Linked DNA regions of Mus musculus: regions 1 and 2 are each linked to region 3. Evidence: chromatin contacts called from public promoter capture Hi-C data. All regions are on one chromosome and are shown on one strand. Each heading gives the region's core, a stretch centred on a gene start, on an enhancer-like site or on the middle of the called end of the contact. The rest is flanking DNA. Distances are from core to core; before and after follow the strand shown. Region 1 has its middle 21 kb from the start of Gm43868. Region 2 overlaps Setd5 (SET domain containing 5). Region 3 overlaps Mtmr14 (myotubularin related protein 14).

Region 1 (4,325 bases), core at 651-3,150, 240 kb before region 3:
GGAACCTAGGCTTTTTTTATGGTGTTATCTATTTGTTTGTTTATTAATTACTGAAACACTGTAGGCAAGGGTGACTTCCTACTTGCATTGTAGCCATGGATGACTGTGAACTCCTGAACCTCCTGCCTTTACTTCCCAAGTGCTGGTATTCCAGGAGTGTACCACTATATCCATTTTATGCTGGGCTAGGGATAAAACCTAGGGTTTCTAGTATGCTACACAGACACTCTGCCAACTGAGCTACAATCCCAGACCTATGTATAAATAAATCTCTGATCTTTTTTTTTTTTTTTTTTAAAGATTTATTTATTTATTATATGTAAGTACACTGTAGCTGTCTTCAGACACCAGAAGAGGGAGTCAGATCTCATTACAGATGGTTGTGAGCCACCATGTGGTTGCTGGGATTTGAACTCTGGACCTTCGGAAGAGCAGTCGGGTGCTCTTACCCACTGAGCCATCTCACCAGCCCTAAATCTCTGATCTTAAAAGATTACTTTTTAACAGAAAGCATTGCTTTGAACTGACTCAATGGTTAAAGGCACATGCCATCAAGCCTGGCCACCAATTGGTAGCTACTATGCAGAGTAATGCTTTCAGCTACTCCTTTAATGTGCATAAGATCAGGTTTTCCTCAGTCCACAGAGTGACCTGGGCCCCTGATCCTTGTAAACAGAGCCTCTCAAGGTGAGACCCCAAGACCAGCAGCACCTGAGAACTGTTAGAAATGCAAATTATTGGGCCCCACCCCAAATCTATTGATATAGACAACTGAGGACGGGGTTCAGGCATCAGGACTACCTGGGCTGATTCTAAACTATGTTTATCTCCTGGAAACACTTGGAGAACTTAGTCGATTACCAATGCCAGAGCCCCACTCTCAGAGAATCTGACTTACATACCCTGGGTGCTGCAATCCCTGCAAGATCTTAAGTGCTCTGCAATTGACTCTAAGCTGCAGTGATTGGACTTCACTTGGACCTTGAGTTCAAGGTTGAATGCAAGGAAGTTAGGAAGCTAGGGATGTCCCAGGGGGAAAGTACAGAGAGATTTAAAGGCTAGGAAACACCCAACTCCCCATCCCATCCCCGTGCCCCAGTGCTGTGAATCTAACTCAAGGCCTCCCACAGGCTACTCAAGGCCTGAGTTACATCCCAGCCAGAGATTCATTCTTGCAACAGCTCATTTCCAGTTATCTTCCATAGGGCACAGTGGAAGTTACATCTTGATAAATCCATCTTAAGGTCAAACAATCACAAGCCTAATTCTCATAAACCTGAGACAGTCTATGTGTGTATACACACTCACAAGAATTAGCTTGCATGATCACCAAGGGTCAGGATCTGCAAGGTGAGGGCCAGGGAGATGGCTCAGCATGCAAGACTAATGACCTGAGTATAATCTTAGAATCCTTATAAAGATGGAAGCAGAGAACCGCTCCACACAGCTGTCCTCAAACTTCCACATGCATGCTGTAGCATGCACACCTGCACCAAAAAAAACAAAAAACAAAAAAAAAAAAAAAACCGCACAATAATGATAAATAATAAAAGATCTGTATGGGGAGTTGGAGGCCCAAGAAAAAAAGATGTTCAGAGAGAAAAAAAAAAAGAAGAAAAAAAAAATCCCAGTCCAAAGGTAGCCAGGCAAGTAAAGTCGTCTGTTAGTCTCTTTGTTCAGTTTAGGTAGAAGGATATGATTTACTACGTAGACCAGTTTCAATGCTAATAATATCTAGAAACATACCTCAAATAACGGCTGAACAAATATTTAGGCATTCCATGGCCCAGTCAAGCTGACACATAAAATTAATCATCACAGGGAGTATGGCCTTGGATTGGTGGACCAGGGTTTCCCAAACGCTGTGCATGAGGATCTAGGCCAGTGAAATTCTCTACCGAAAAGGCCTCTGTGAAAGCACAAGTCTTGAGGAAGGCTGTGTAATAAGGCACATTAACATATCAAAGCTATGAATCATCCCTCGGGAAAGAAGTGACTCACAACTTTCTCAGCGTTAGCGTTTGATCCCAGCATCTGTTTTTTACTTAACACCTATTCATTTCCCACGGAACTAAAGTGTTGCACAGCACATATTGGGAAATGCTATGCCAAGCCATGAGAAGATAACACAGACTTGGAACGTGGGTTGGAGCATGATGTTTTAGAGGAATCTGACGGTAGTCTACGGTGATATTAAAGAGTCTAGATACAAAGAGCCCAGCCGTATCTGAAGTGATAGAGGCTGTTCTTAAGTGGGAAGGGGGGAGAAAAGGAATATGATGAGATATGTAATGGAAAAGTATTTGAATATATAGTTCATAAAGAGAAAAGAATAATAGAAAATCCCAAACTTTGGAGCCTATGAAATGAAAGAATAAATAGCCACAGATGGGGGTGGGGAAGGAAAGAAAATCTGGTTTGGGGACAAAGGCATGGCATATTAGGCTAGGGGTGTAGCTTAGTGGTGGAGTATGTGCCTATCTGAGGGAGGCCCTGAATTTGACCCCAACATCCCCAACATACATGCACAGCTGCACACATGCACACATACAAGATATGTTCAATTTTTGATGTGCAGTTTTAGGGTCACAGTAGACAGGGGGCTATAAGAAATGCAGCAGTTATCTGAATTCTGAGATTTTGTCTGTAAGACATTGAAATGATTCACCAGCTTAGGACTCATCAGCACAGAGTCAGAAACTAAGTCACCTTTACCCTCTTTCCTTCAACCAGAACAATCCCTTCTCTTTTGAAAAGGCCATGCTTTTTAAGCCAGTCTCGGGGCCTCTTGTGAATTGTACAAAGAAGCTTTCTAATACATCCCTGTGTACTGTGGCAGTAGGAAGCACTACCCTTCAATGAAGGAAGCCTCCGGCTCCATGTATGCAGCCCATGTTGATTGTGGACAGAAACATTAACTCTTCCTGTTGCGTGTAAAAACAGAACATTCACTTCGGGAAACCTCAAAGCTCTGGGTACCTAAAACCATCAGCTTTCAGATGGACTTTATAAACTAAAACAAAGCCTTGCCACCTTCTCAATGGACTAATAAGGACATGCAGGGCGTCACTCTCAATCAGTTCAGTGAGTCCTCCCCGTGTGCCTTCTGTGTGCATGGCCATAGTGGTCCAAGGCCTTTCCCCTCCTCCATTCTGCTCTGTCTGAATCCGAGCTGTGCCCTGCTTCCCCACCAGCTGTCTGAATTCTGATCAACTTGTTTAATTACTTTGGGCCTTGGCTTCCTTATTTATGAAAATGTCTTTTTTATTATTTATGTATGCATTTCTGCAACAAATGCTCCTGAGCTCCTACCTCGAGCCCCTACTTATGCTAGGCAGGGTGACCTCTCACAGTGGCAAAAGATAATCCCTGTAGCCATGGAGATTAAATCTCACTTAATTCGGTGGGGCAGTGCTGGTGCACACCTTTACTGTTAGCACTCAGGAGGCAAAAGCAGGGACATCTCTGATAGTTAGAAGCCTATCTGGTCTACAGAGCAAATTCCGGGGGAGCCAGGGCTACACAGAGAAATCTTATCTCAAAAGACAAAACAAAACAAAACAAAATACCTTCCCCCCTAAAAAATAATAGCTCACTGGATTCTCTTTTTTTTTTTTTTTTTTTTTTTTTTGGTTTTTTCAAGACAGGGTTTCTCTGTATAGCCCTGGCTGTCCTGGAGCTCACTTTGTAGACCAGGCTGGCCTCGAACTCAGAAATCCGCCTGCCTCTGCCTCCCGAGTGCTGGGATTAAAGGCGTGCACCACCACACCCGGCTAGTTCACTGGATTCTTAAGAAGAAGAAGAGATACTTTGTACAAATTATAAGGCAGGATCCCAGCACTCGGGAGGCAGAGGCAGGCGGATTTCTGAGTTCGAGGCCAGCCTGGTCTACAAAGTGAGCTCCAGGACAGCCAGGGCTATACAGAGAAACCCTGTCTCGAAAAACCAAAAAGACCAAAAAAAAAAAAAAAAAAATTATAAAGCACGATGTTTCATGTGTAGAAGGCACTCAATAAATGCTGTTTTCCTTATTTTTGATAAATCAAAGCACAGAGATCCAAGTGTTTGTGGAAGCCAACATGAGCCTGAGAAGCAGTAAAACTGTGCGGACAAACATGTGTAGTGGCCACGTCCTCACCAAAGGACAATAGGCCACTCAACACCAGCCCACTGTCACAGGAACAGACATGGATCTAGGATTTTTTTCAATTTTAAAGAAAAGCAGGGGAGGGGGAAATCCCTATTTTAGATGTTTCAAGCCTAGTGTGGGCCAAATACAATCTCTCTGATTTGCAGCTGACCCAGAGAAGACGGTGTCCTCAAGG
Region 2 (4,620 bases), core at 1,886-4,385, 170 kb before region 3:
TTCTTTTTAATTGGTCTTAAAATTGCTTCATAGTAAGCGAAGCTTTACAGACATTTTACCAGTTCCAGAATCCCCTAGAGAGAATGTAAATTTTAAGAAACCAAAGGATAAACAAGAGTTAGAAGAAAAGGAAATTTTATCTTGGCTTGAATTGTTAAGTCACATATTTCAGATTATGCCAATCTGTTTCTCTTTCTTTCTTTTTTCTACAACTCCTGGATCTATTTCCTGTATTCACTATCTTCACAGTTAAGCCCAATTTACTATTGTGTAAATTAGGTGAGCTTCTCACCAGATCTCTGAATATTTATAAATACTCCTGTAGTATTTATCCTTTCTCTCCCTTTTACTGTTTGGTTTGTTGGTTTTTATTTTGAGACGGTCTCACTGTGTGCCCACCTTGACCTGGAACTCACAGGGATTGCCTTTCTAGGACTGAGACTAAAGGCTTTTACCACCACACCCAGCCTATATCTTTTGGGTTTTTGTTTGGGTTTTATTGTGGGGTTTTTTACTTCTTTGTCATATTTTTCCCATTTCCTCTTCCTATACTTTTTGGGTGTGGAAAGGCGGAAGCTATTTTTAGCCACATTCAAGTTATTAGTGTGGCACTTCTTTCTTTGTAGATTCTTCTAATTCTACAAGCTTCATAAATATCCTACTGCAGATTCTTCTCCATGTGTTTCTTAGAGCGGGACAGTATTCTTTCTGTTGTACCTACTTGAGACATAAATTGCCAAGCAAGTTGAGGATTCACAGAAAATATGAAGCAGGAAAAAAGAAAATAACTATTTTATATTGATACATTTAGAAGTCATCTAAAACAACCAAAAAAAAAAAAAGTCATCTGTGTAATACAATGTTTCTGGAGTCATTGAGCTAAATTGTGGGCTATATCACAAAATTTCTAGCTCCTTATGTAATCATTTTTCCTAATATCCTTTTCTCCCAAAGCAAAAAAAAGTAGTACTGCTAGTTTTTTTTCCCTTGGGATAGTTGGGTTTTGGCTAGAAATGGATAAGCATATAATTCAGATGGTACATGAGTTCTGCAGAAAGCTGATTGTATGCATTAAAAACCCACATTTTGAACTGGTGTGTGTGTGTGTGTGTGTGTGTGTGTGTGTGTGTGTGTGTAGTAAAAGGAGGAGTAAAGCCGTGGTGGAGCACGCCTTTAATTCCAGCACTTGGGAGGCGGAGACAGGCAGATTACTCAATTCAAGGCCAGCCTGGCCTACAAAGTGAGTTCCAGGACAGCCGGGGCTACACAGAAAAACCGTCTTGAAAAATCAAAAGAAAATAAAAAGGAGTAAAGCAGGACAAGCTGGGTTTGCTAGTGGATCCAGTATTCTGTAGATCTGGTAGGTTGTTCATTGATGGGAAAGTGAAACTACATATTTTTTTCTTTTTCGTTCTTTCTTTCTTTCTTTCTTTCTTTCTTTCTTTCTTTCTTTCTTTCTTTCTTTCTTTCTTGTTTTTGTTGTTGTTTTTTCAAGACACGTTTTCCCTGTGTAGCCCTGACTGTCCTGGAACTCACTTTGTAGACCAGGGTGGCCTCGAACTCAGAGATCTGCCTGCCTCTGCCTCTGGAGTGCTGGGATTAAAGGCCTGTGCCACCACGCCCTGCAAGACTTTATCATTTTAAAGTCCTCATAAGAGTTCCCACTTTGTTAAAAAAAAAAAAAAAAGTTTTTCATTAATTTATTTTTCCTCCCCTCTTCTCCTCCCAGCCCTACTCTCTCAATCCCCCCTTTTAAATTTTATAGTCATAAGAAAAACTGATTTAAGAGAAAATTCAACTCACATGCAGACGGAAAGATCCAATCATAAAATTGCAATTTTTCCCCCAACCCCTTTGCAATTTTTTTGAAGGGTTTTTGTTTTGTTTTGTTTTTTAAGACAGGGCTCACATATCCCAAATTTGCCCAAAATTTGCTATATGTAACCCAGAATAACCTGGAATTCTGATAATTCTACCTGTACCTCCAAAGTCCTAGGATTATAGATAGCCTCATAACACCATGCCAAATTTGTGCAAGGCTAAGAAAACTCAGGGCTTTGTGGTGCCAGGCAAGTACCCTACCAAATTATCTCTTTGTACAAATTTTCTCTCTTAATTCAGTTACTCATTAGCCTACTAAAGAATTTTCAGAGCTGTGCTATATGTGTTAATTTCCATTATCTAAATACAGGGTTGAACATAATGCTTTCAGTAATATATATGTGTAAGAAACCTGAATCTTGAATTGTGTCCCAGTTTAAGGATGGTGGTTTTAAAAAGAAATTTGGTTTGAGGCTTCCTGTAGTTGAAGTTCCCTAACCTAAGTCTTTAACAAGGTGAGAAACAATATTGTATATGAAAAACCCAGTACCTAAACTGAAAAGAAATTGGGCCTATGATGACAATTCTAGGGAAGATTTTTAAATTGAATGTATATTTAAGCTGGAGTCTAAGTAAATGGATTATAATCATTAACTCTAGTAAGATCTGAAGTCATGCTGCCCCTAGAAAAGGAGGCGTTGTACCTAACATTGTAAAGACACTTTGTTAATGTTTATCTTGACCTAAGCTAGAGTAGATTTTCTTTTTTCTCTCCTAGATGACATTGTTTTATGTACTGAGTTCCATGTAATTTCAGAATTCAAAATATACCTCTCTGACCCTAGATTAGTCTAAATATTTATCTTTATTTTTGTGAGTCATAATTGAGTATCAGATTTCATAACAGTTTTTATACAAGAAACTATTGTGTCCCAGGTTTTTCTTGGGAAACTGAGGAAAATTAGTATAAATTTTTACTGTAAAGGCCTTATCGTTAATATGTTTAGAGAATTCTGCTCATCAGAGTAAAAATATTTTTGGTGTTTCATTTGAAATATAATTATGAGTGGTGGAGACTTTAAACACAGTTAAAGGAAAGCAGGGAAGACAAAGGGCTCTCTAAGAAAAGGGCTTGGGATGCGTGGGGTAGGGATATTCCCTTTATTTTATCAGAGACTGAAATGGAAGAAATTTGACATTCTGGTGGCTTATGGGGAGCTGCTCAGAGATTGCTTCTTGGCTGAGTTGCTGTCTGCAAAGGCTGCTAACAATCGCTTGTCTGGCAGCAGATCTTGTTCATCAGGATTGCATCATCTCTGGGAGAGTGGCCAAGGTCCACAGCCTCAGTACAAAGACTGTCTGAAGCATACGAGGCCTGTTCTCTTTCTAAAGCTGCACTCTTCTTCCTGCCAGTCCTCTTCACAGGATTGCTAAAGCTGACTTGTGCGTTTCTTTCATTGGGTTGACTGTTTACTGGTCTCTTGTCTCCCAGCTGCTTCCGCCTCACCTGTCTGATACATTTCTTCTGAAATCTTAAAAGTCTAGAAACTACATATAAATGGTAACTCTCAAAAGAGTGCTCAGTATTGGAAGACAGGCTGGGTTTGTTAGTGGATCCGGTATTTTGTAGATCTGGTGGGTTGATAATTGATGGCAGAGTGAAACTATATTTTTACTTTGCCTCTGTCCTTCCTCTTACTTGCTGCTGCTGAATACTTGACTATTTTATTTCTTCTTTTTACTGTCACCTTCAAACCTTTTTTTTTTTCACTTCAAAATTGTGAATATACTTTTGAAAATATTTTTCTAAAGATTACTTTGTTTTCCAGATTTTTAAAAATTGGAAACATGCGCACGCCCACACCCACACACATAAATGTAAAGGGCATGCCTTCTAATGGATGGTGACTTGTGAACAGCTTTCTTCCATGTTTATGACCTGTTATTATTTTGGATATTGAGAGCTCATTTTGGTCAGTACTATATTTGACTTTGTGAAATAAAAACATGAATTTAAGAAATTCTGATCACCTACTCTTCCCTTTCTTCATTCTCTTTCCCCAAATTTAATAGGTTCTCTATTTTCCTTTCCTTTTGGGGATATAGTAAGTTGATGGAATTGACCCCAGGTAGAACCGATTCCCCCTGCCCCCAGTTTTTATAAGGAATGGAATGGGGAAAAGAAAGGAGTCATCATTTAATATGTTTTGCTAGGCCTGTATCCAAAGTAAATCTGGTATTTGATGAAAAGAGGTCTGTGCCCCATGTGGTGGTGTGTGCCAATAATAGCACTTGGGAGGGTCAGCCAAGGAGGATACAAGTTTAAGTCTGATGTGGGCTATAGCAATTGCTTAAAAACAAACAAAACAAAACAGAAATGTAAAAGTTACTGAGTTTGGAACCCCCATGGAAAGACAAGAAAAACTTGAGAATCCTGAGGGGAACAGTTTTGATAGAAGGGAAGAGAAGGGCAGTATCTCATCACCTTGGAAACCAAGGCCATTTCCTTCCCTCCCTTAGTTATTTTGTGTTAGATGTAAATGGAAAGTAACAAGTAATACAGAAATAAAATTATTAATCTGTAGTGTTCCACTTTTTGAGCACATCAATGTTTCTTCATATATTAAACTGTGTCTCAGCCTTTTCTAGGGTTTCAGAGCTACTCGCAGATAATTGGGGGACCTCAAAGGTGACTGCCCCAAATCCTTTTCATTTGTTATATTTTGAATTTTAGTAAATGTTGAACTTGGTTACTATGATGGGATCACTCAGTAAACATTTCTTGATTCCTCTTGATAT
Region 3 (4,813 bases), core at 1,791-4,290:
TCCCCAAAACTTTTCCTCTGACCTTCACACGCAAGCCATAGAGGAGTGTCACATGTAATGTAGTATTATAGCAATTAAATTGTTAATGTGTATTGGGTGTTTTGCCTGCATGCATGGCTGTGCACCATTTCTGTGCAATGCCACAAGTATGCAAGGAGGCCAGAAGATAATCCGCTTCCCCTGAGCCACCTGAGAACTGCAGTTAGAGATCTGGGTGCAGAAAATTGAACCCTGATCCTCTGTAAGAGCAGCTAGTGCTCTTAACCAGTGCTCTTCAACCCCAGGGGTGTATGTGTTTGTCTGTGTGTGTGTGTGTGTGTGTCTCTCTCACACACACACACAGTTAAACACTGATGACAAGAGAGAGAGCATGCAGTAAACAGCAGTAAGGGCGAGTGAGAGGGTGATGAGAAGATCGGTATTTGTGTTGGTCTCCATGTGTGGTGCAGATCAAGGAATGTCTCTTACATGACTGTTTAGAAACAATATCCACCCTGAGGCCCCGCCCCGGAACTGAGGAGCCACTGGCATGTGGTTGCTTGAGAGCACCTGCTGAAGACTTTTTTTTTTTTTTTTTTTTGGTTTTTTCGAGACAGGGTTTCTCTGTGTAGGCTGTCCTGGAACTCACTTTGTAGACCAGGCTAGCCTCGAACTCAGAAATCCGCCTGCCTCTGCCTCCCGAGTGCTGGGATTAAAGGCGTGCACCAAGACTTTCTTCCTCACTCCCAGAGCACCGTGTGAGGGAGGGGATGGGGAGATAGATGCAAGGAGATCTCCTGGAACTGAGGAAGGCGGCTCGGGAGTATTTAGGGTTTAGGCCTAGAGCTAAAGATCAAGCGCTATGTAGAACTGCTGCCCAGAAAATCATGCTTGGCACCGTCTGTCGGTTTGAGATAGGGTCTCATACTCAGGCTGGCGGAGCTGGGGTTGGTCTTGAATTTTACTGAGCCTCCTTCCTGGCCTTCTAAGTGCTGGAATTACAAGGCATACCATCATACCTGGCAGCACTCCTGTTAGATTTTTGCTACTAGAACAGAACCCCACATCTCTTCAATGCAAAGCATGTGCTCTACCACTGACCCACACCCTAGCTGGCAGTCGTGTTTGTTTTGATACTTTTGATACTCGGTATGTAGCCAAAACTGGCCTCAAACTCGTGTTCCTCTTGCGTCCTGAGTGAGTGCTGAGGTTACGGGCCAATGTCACCATGCACAGACAGTGGTTTGTTTTTGATAGTATTTAAATGTCCATTCCTGGTCATATTTATTTCTCGATCCCTTTTCTGTTTTGCCCAACAGAGTTGGGACCTGGTGCAACAAACACAGAACTACCTGAAACTGCTGCTTTTCATCATGAACAGAGATGGTAAGTCTCTCCTGGTGTCCCAAGCCTGCGAAGTGCTGGCTGGGAAGGGGGATCCTCTCTGTGAACCCCCCAAAGAGACTTTTTGGGCTGGCTTCTACCTGGAGTATGCCAAGAGCTTAAAAACACATTTGCTGCACAAGCTCAGTGAATTGGGTACTATGCTCAGGACCATGGAGGGAGAGGAGAGCAAAGTCCCATATGCAGTTCTCTGACCTGTGCACTCTTATGTGCACATACATGGTTATAATACAATTAAAAAGAGAACTTCAGCTAAGATGCTAGAAGTCAAGACAGATGTTCCCACCCACTCATTTCTAAGATGAGATTGGGGAATAAAATAACTTTGGACAGGAACCTGGGGAAGAGGGACACTAAGCTGGCCTGCACCAGGCTGGAGGCCTGGGGTTTTCAGCAGAACCCTATCTGGTTCTCTCACTTGGTGCTCCTGTTCCACAATAGATGACAGCGGGCTGCTGGTACACTGTATCTCAGGCTGGGACCGGACCCCCCTCTTCATCTCTCTTCTGCGCCTTTCCTTGTGGGCTGTGAGTATGAATGAGCTGGAGCGGGGAATATGCAGAGACCCTATTAGGTCTCCAATTGTCACGTTTAACACTGTTCTTGGTTGGGGGCTGGGGTAGGATAAGGGTGGTCCTGTCACCCAGTCTATGTTTTGGTTTGCTCCTGGAGCAAGGAGGCCCGCACTAGGAAGGCAGCTTTCTGAGCTTGCCACCCTTTGTCTCCCCCAGGATGGGCTAATTCACACATCCCTGAAGCCTGCTGAGATCCTCTACCTGACTGTGGCCTATGACTGGTTCCTCTTTGGGTAAGTCTTCAAGGAGGTGTGTGTGCATGGTGTATTAGCTTTTCTTATGAGGAACAGAGATAAGAAAACAGCTGGAGGAAAAAAGTTGGCTCTCTTTGGAAAGGATCAAAGATGTTGGCAGGCTTCATGTGATGCATTGGTGCCAAAGACTTGGTCTGTCTGTGGGTCACACGGCTCCTCAGCGCTGGGTTGTGCTTTGACCTTCTCACTCTTCTTTTTCAGACACATGTTGGTAGATCGGCTCAGCAAAGGGGAGGAGGTAAGGACCTCCGCACAGACATGGACTACACCTTAACACACAAGGCATTCATTCTGGTTGCCATGCTGGGAAGGCAGTTTCTCCACCCAGGATGCTTGGATGAGCTTACCATCCTCTTCCCTCAGGCAGTGTGGTGGGAAAGGCAAGAGCACAGACCGTGTGTGGGCCTCGGGCTCCCTTTGTACCACAGAGGGAGTTCTGGCCACAGTGGCTGTGACCATTTCAGGCTCCTCATCTTCCCTCTGCACTTGGCTCTGGAGCCAGTGTTCAAGTTGCTTTCCATGGCTCCATGCTCAAAGCTGAAACATGGAGTGCTTCTGTCCTCCATCCTGCCACTCAGAGTCCCTTCCCTTCTCCACGGTGGTCTGCACACCCAGGGTTCTGCCCACTTGTAGGCTGCCTCCAGGTCCTCCTTGTCCTTTCTTTTCAGTGTAGTCAGATTCCTCTTGCCATTTCTGTCTTGCCTCCTCTATCTTCTTTACCTGCTTGTAGTTCCCCCAGCATCAGATCTTAAGTTTGGCTTGAGTGTGTCTCGACTGGTCCTGCTCGTTGCCTAGGTGACCTTGAGCTTCACCTTGAGTCTCCTGGTTTCTCCCTGAGCTATACAGATGCATATCATGACAGTATTGGTTCTGTCTCCACCCACCCCTAGTGTCCAGAAGCATCCTTCTCTCCCTCCTGCTTCTGAGCTTGCTTTCTTCTTAGGCGTCTTATCTCCAGCTTTTCTTTTGTTGCTTCTGCCCAGCTGCTCATCTCCCTTCCAAATCTCTCTGAGCACTTACGCGTCTGCAGAGCTCATAAGCCTGCTCCTCAGAGGCCCCATGAACTCTGCCAGAGGCAGAGCCTTTGGCATTGAAATCTGGGCAGAAGGACTCTTTGTAGCCTCTTTGGAGATTTTGCTGGTGCTTTAGGACATTCTGTCCTCTACTCCATCTCCCTCCCCCGCCCACCAGAGCAAGCCAGATGCTCCCTTCAGAGAATAAGGGCAAAAATGAGACTGCGAAGACTGGGCTCTGAGTCCCACCCTGCAAGTCCCTCAGTGTATGCATAGGTCTTGCTACCTCTCCAGACTGCAGACACCTCTGTAATATAGCAAGCTAAAAACAGCTGCTAAGTGCCTCTTTACCCTGTCTTCTATCTTTGAGGTTCCCAGGGTACATTAGCACATTAAAAAGCTCTGGTGTCTGATGAAAACACCTGTGTCATTTTATATAATGCAGCATTTCCTACTGACCAGATCTGAGCAACCCTCTGCCTTTTTTTTTTTTTTTCCTCTTTTTTTTTTTTTTTAAAATGGAATCTTACAGGGCCCTGTGGGAATGTATGGGTGTTTCCCTGAGTCTCATGGGTTACACCTTTTGGGATCACTGGTTGATATATAGCCTGTTGTGTTGTGCAGGTTAAATAAACCAAAGCCTCTGGTATGTTTCTAGAGGCCACTGGACTAGGTCACTGGCTGGGATTTGCTCCTGGGAATGGGTTTGCTGCCAGTCAGTCTCTTGCCTGTATCCACTTCACAGTGAAGACCTGGGCCTCACAGTTTCAGCCAGAGCATGGCTGCCCTACCCCAGCTCTGATCCTGTATCTGGTGCACCCCTCCCTATGGAATGCCTTTCCTCTTCTGTCCTGCCTTATCCACTAATCCCCTTGCCCAAGATACTCTCCCTCCCAGCTGTCCCCCCTGTCAGTAGCTCTCCCTGGGCTTTAAGATGGAAGTGGGAACTGCTGTTATTTTCACTGTAAAAGCTGAGAATGTGCGTGTTGAAGATTTGAATTCTTTACCTTGGACCTCTGTGTTCTCAGAAAAGATGCACATTATATCTTCCCTACCCCCAGCTTATGGGCACCTGCCTAAAACCCTGCTGAGCCCTCTGTATCACCCACATCAGTCATAAATCAGATCTAGCAGGGTTCACAAAGAAGGTCATTCCCCAAAAGAGGCATTAACCTGAGAGCCAGTGGCGCTCTTCTGCATGTTCTTCTCCACTGGCCAAGGCTAACTTCTCACTGTGCTCTGCTTTTTCTCCTTCAGATTTTCTTCTTTTGCTTCAATTTTTTGAAGCATATCACCTCCGAAGAGTTCTGCCTGAAGACCCAGAGGTAAGTGGAGGGAGGCAAAGGACCACAGGGGCACTCCTCCACAGTGTGGAGCACTGCCGTTATCCCAGCCCTGTTACTAGAGCCGAGTGTCTGTGCTGAGGACCTAAATGAACAGGGAAGGAGTAGTCTCTCATGGGGGAAGAGCTGGTGATGCTATAGGAAGAAACAAGCCTGTGGACGGGAGGACTTGCCGTTCCTTGTTGTTGAGCCCTGTAGTAGGCCATCTGTGAGTGGGATGCAGCTCAGAAGTAGGGTGCCTGCCT

What was found. Capture Hi-C pulls out chosen DNA fragments and counts their contacts.
Region 1: a promoter capture Hi-C map of adipose tissue shows a contact between it and region 3. The contact joins two enhancer-like sites. A contact is called at or near these places in 6 of 39 promoter capture datasets (the 3T3-L1 cell line, the C10 cell line, cranial neural crest and 3 more), 1 of 15 datasets of contacts at CTCF or cohesin (the NIH/3T3 cell line), 4 of 484 Hi-C or Micro-C datasets (the AML12 cell line, bone marrow-derived macrophages, cerebellum and 1 more), 2 of 115 datasets of contacts at active chromatin or transcription factors (bone marrow-derived macrophages and embryonic stem cells) and 2 of 9 other capture datasets (adipose tissue and pancreatic islet).
Region 2: a contact with region 3 is called in a promoter capture Hi-C map of adipose tissue. The contact joins two enhancer-like sites. A contact is called at or near these places in 8 of 39 promoter capture datasets (the C10 cell line, the HPC-7 cell line, cranial neural crest and 5 more), 1 of 15 datasets of contacts at CTCF or cohesin (the NIH/3T3 cell line), 9 of 484 Hi-C or Micro-C datasets (the AML12 cell line, CD8 T cells, LSK cells and 6 more), 1 of 115 datasets of contacts at active chromatin or transcription factors (embryonic stem cells) and 4 of 9 other capture datasets (adipose tissue, embryonic stem cells, liver and 1 more).

Annotation. Positions count from the first base shown.
Region 1 is chr6:113,023,086-113,027,410 of GRCm38.p6, forward strand. No RefSeq gene overlaps it. Among named protein-coding and RNA genes, the nearest start is that of Gm43868, 21 kb to the right of the region's middle. Within about 2 kb of position 1,901, at least 80 of the 459 cell types and tissues checked have an H3K27ac peak or open chromatin away from gene starts, as enhancers often do. A contact at or near this core is called in adipose tissue, where this site is marked.
Region 2 is chr6:113,096,671-113,101,290 of GRCm38.p6, forward strand. All of the region lies in intron 1 of Setd5 (SET domain containing 5), which reads left to right. Among named protein-coding and RNA genes, the nearest start is that of Setd5, 21 kb to the left of the region's middle. Within about 2 kb of position 3,136, at least 266 of the 459 cell types and tissues checked have an H3K27ac peak or open chromatin away from gene starts, as enhancers often do. A contact at or near this core is called in adipose tissue and embryonic stem cells, where this site is marked.
Region 3 is chr6:113,264,146-113,268,958 of GRCm38.p6, forward strand. It overlaps Mtmr14 (myotubularin related protein 14), which reads left to right. Exons shown (of 19, transcript NM_026849.2): 10 at 1,299-1,365; 11 at 1,825-1,910; 12 at 2,115-2,191; 13 at 2,414-2,450; 14 at 4,483-4,550. Among named protein-coding and RNA genes, the nearest start is that of Cpne9, 16 kb to the right of the region's middle. Within about 2 kb of position 3,041, at least 18 of the 459 cell types and tissues checked have an H3K27ac peak or open chromatin away from gene starts, as enhancers often do. A contact at or near this core is called in adipose tissue and embryonic stem cells, where this site is marked.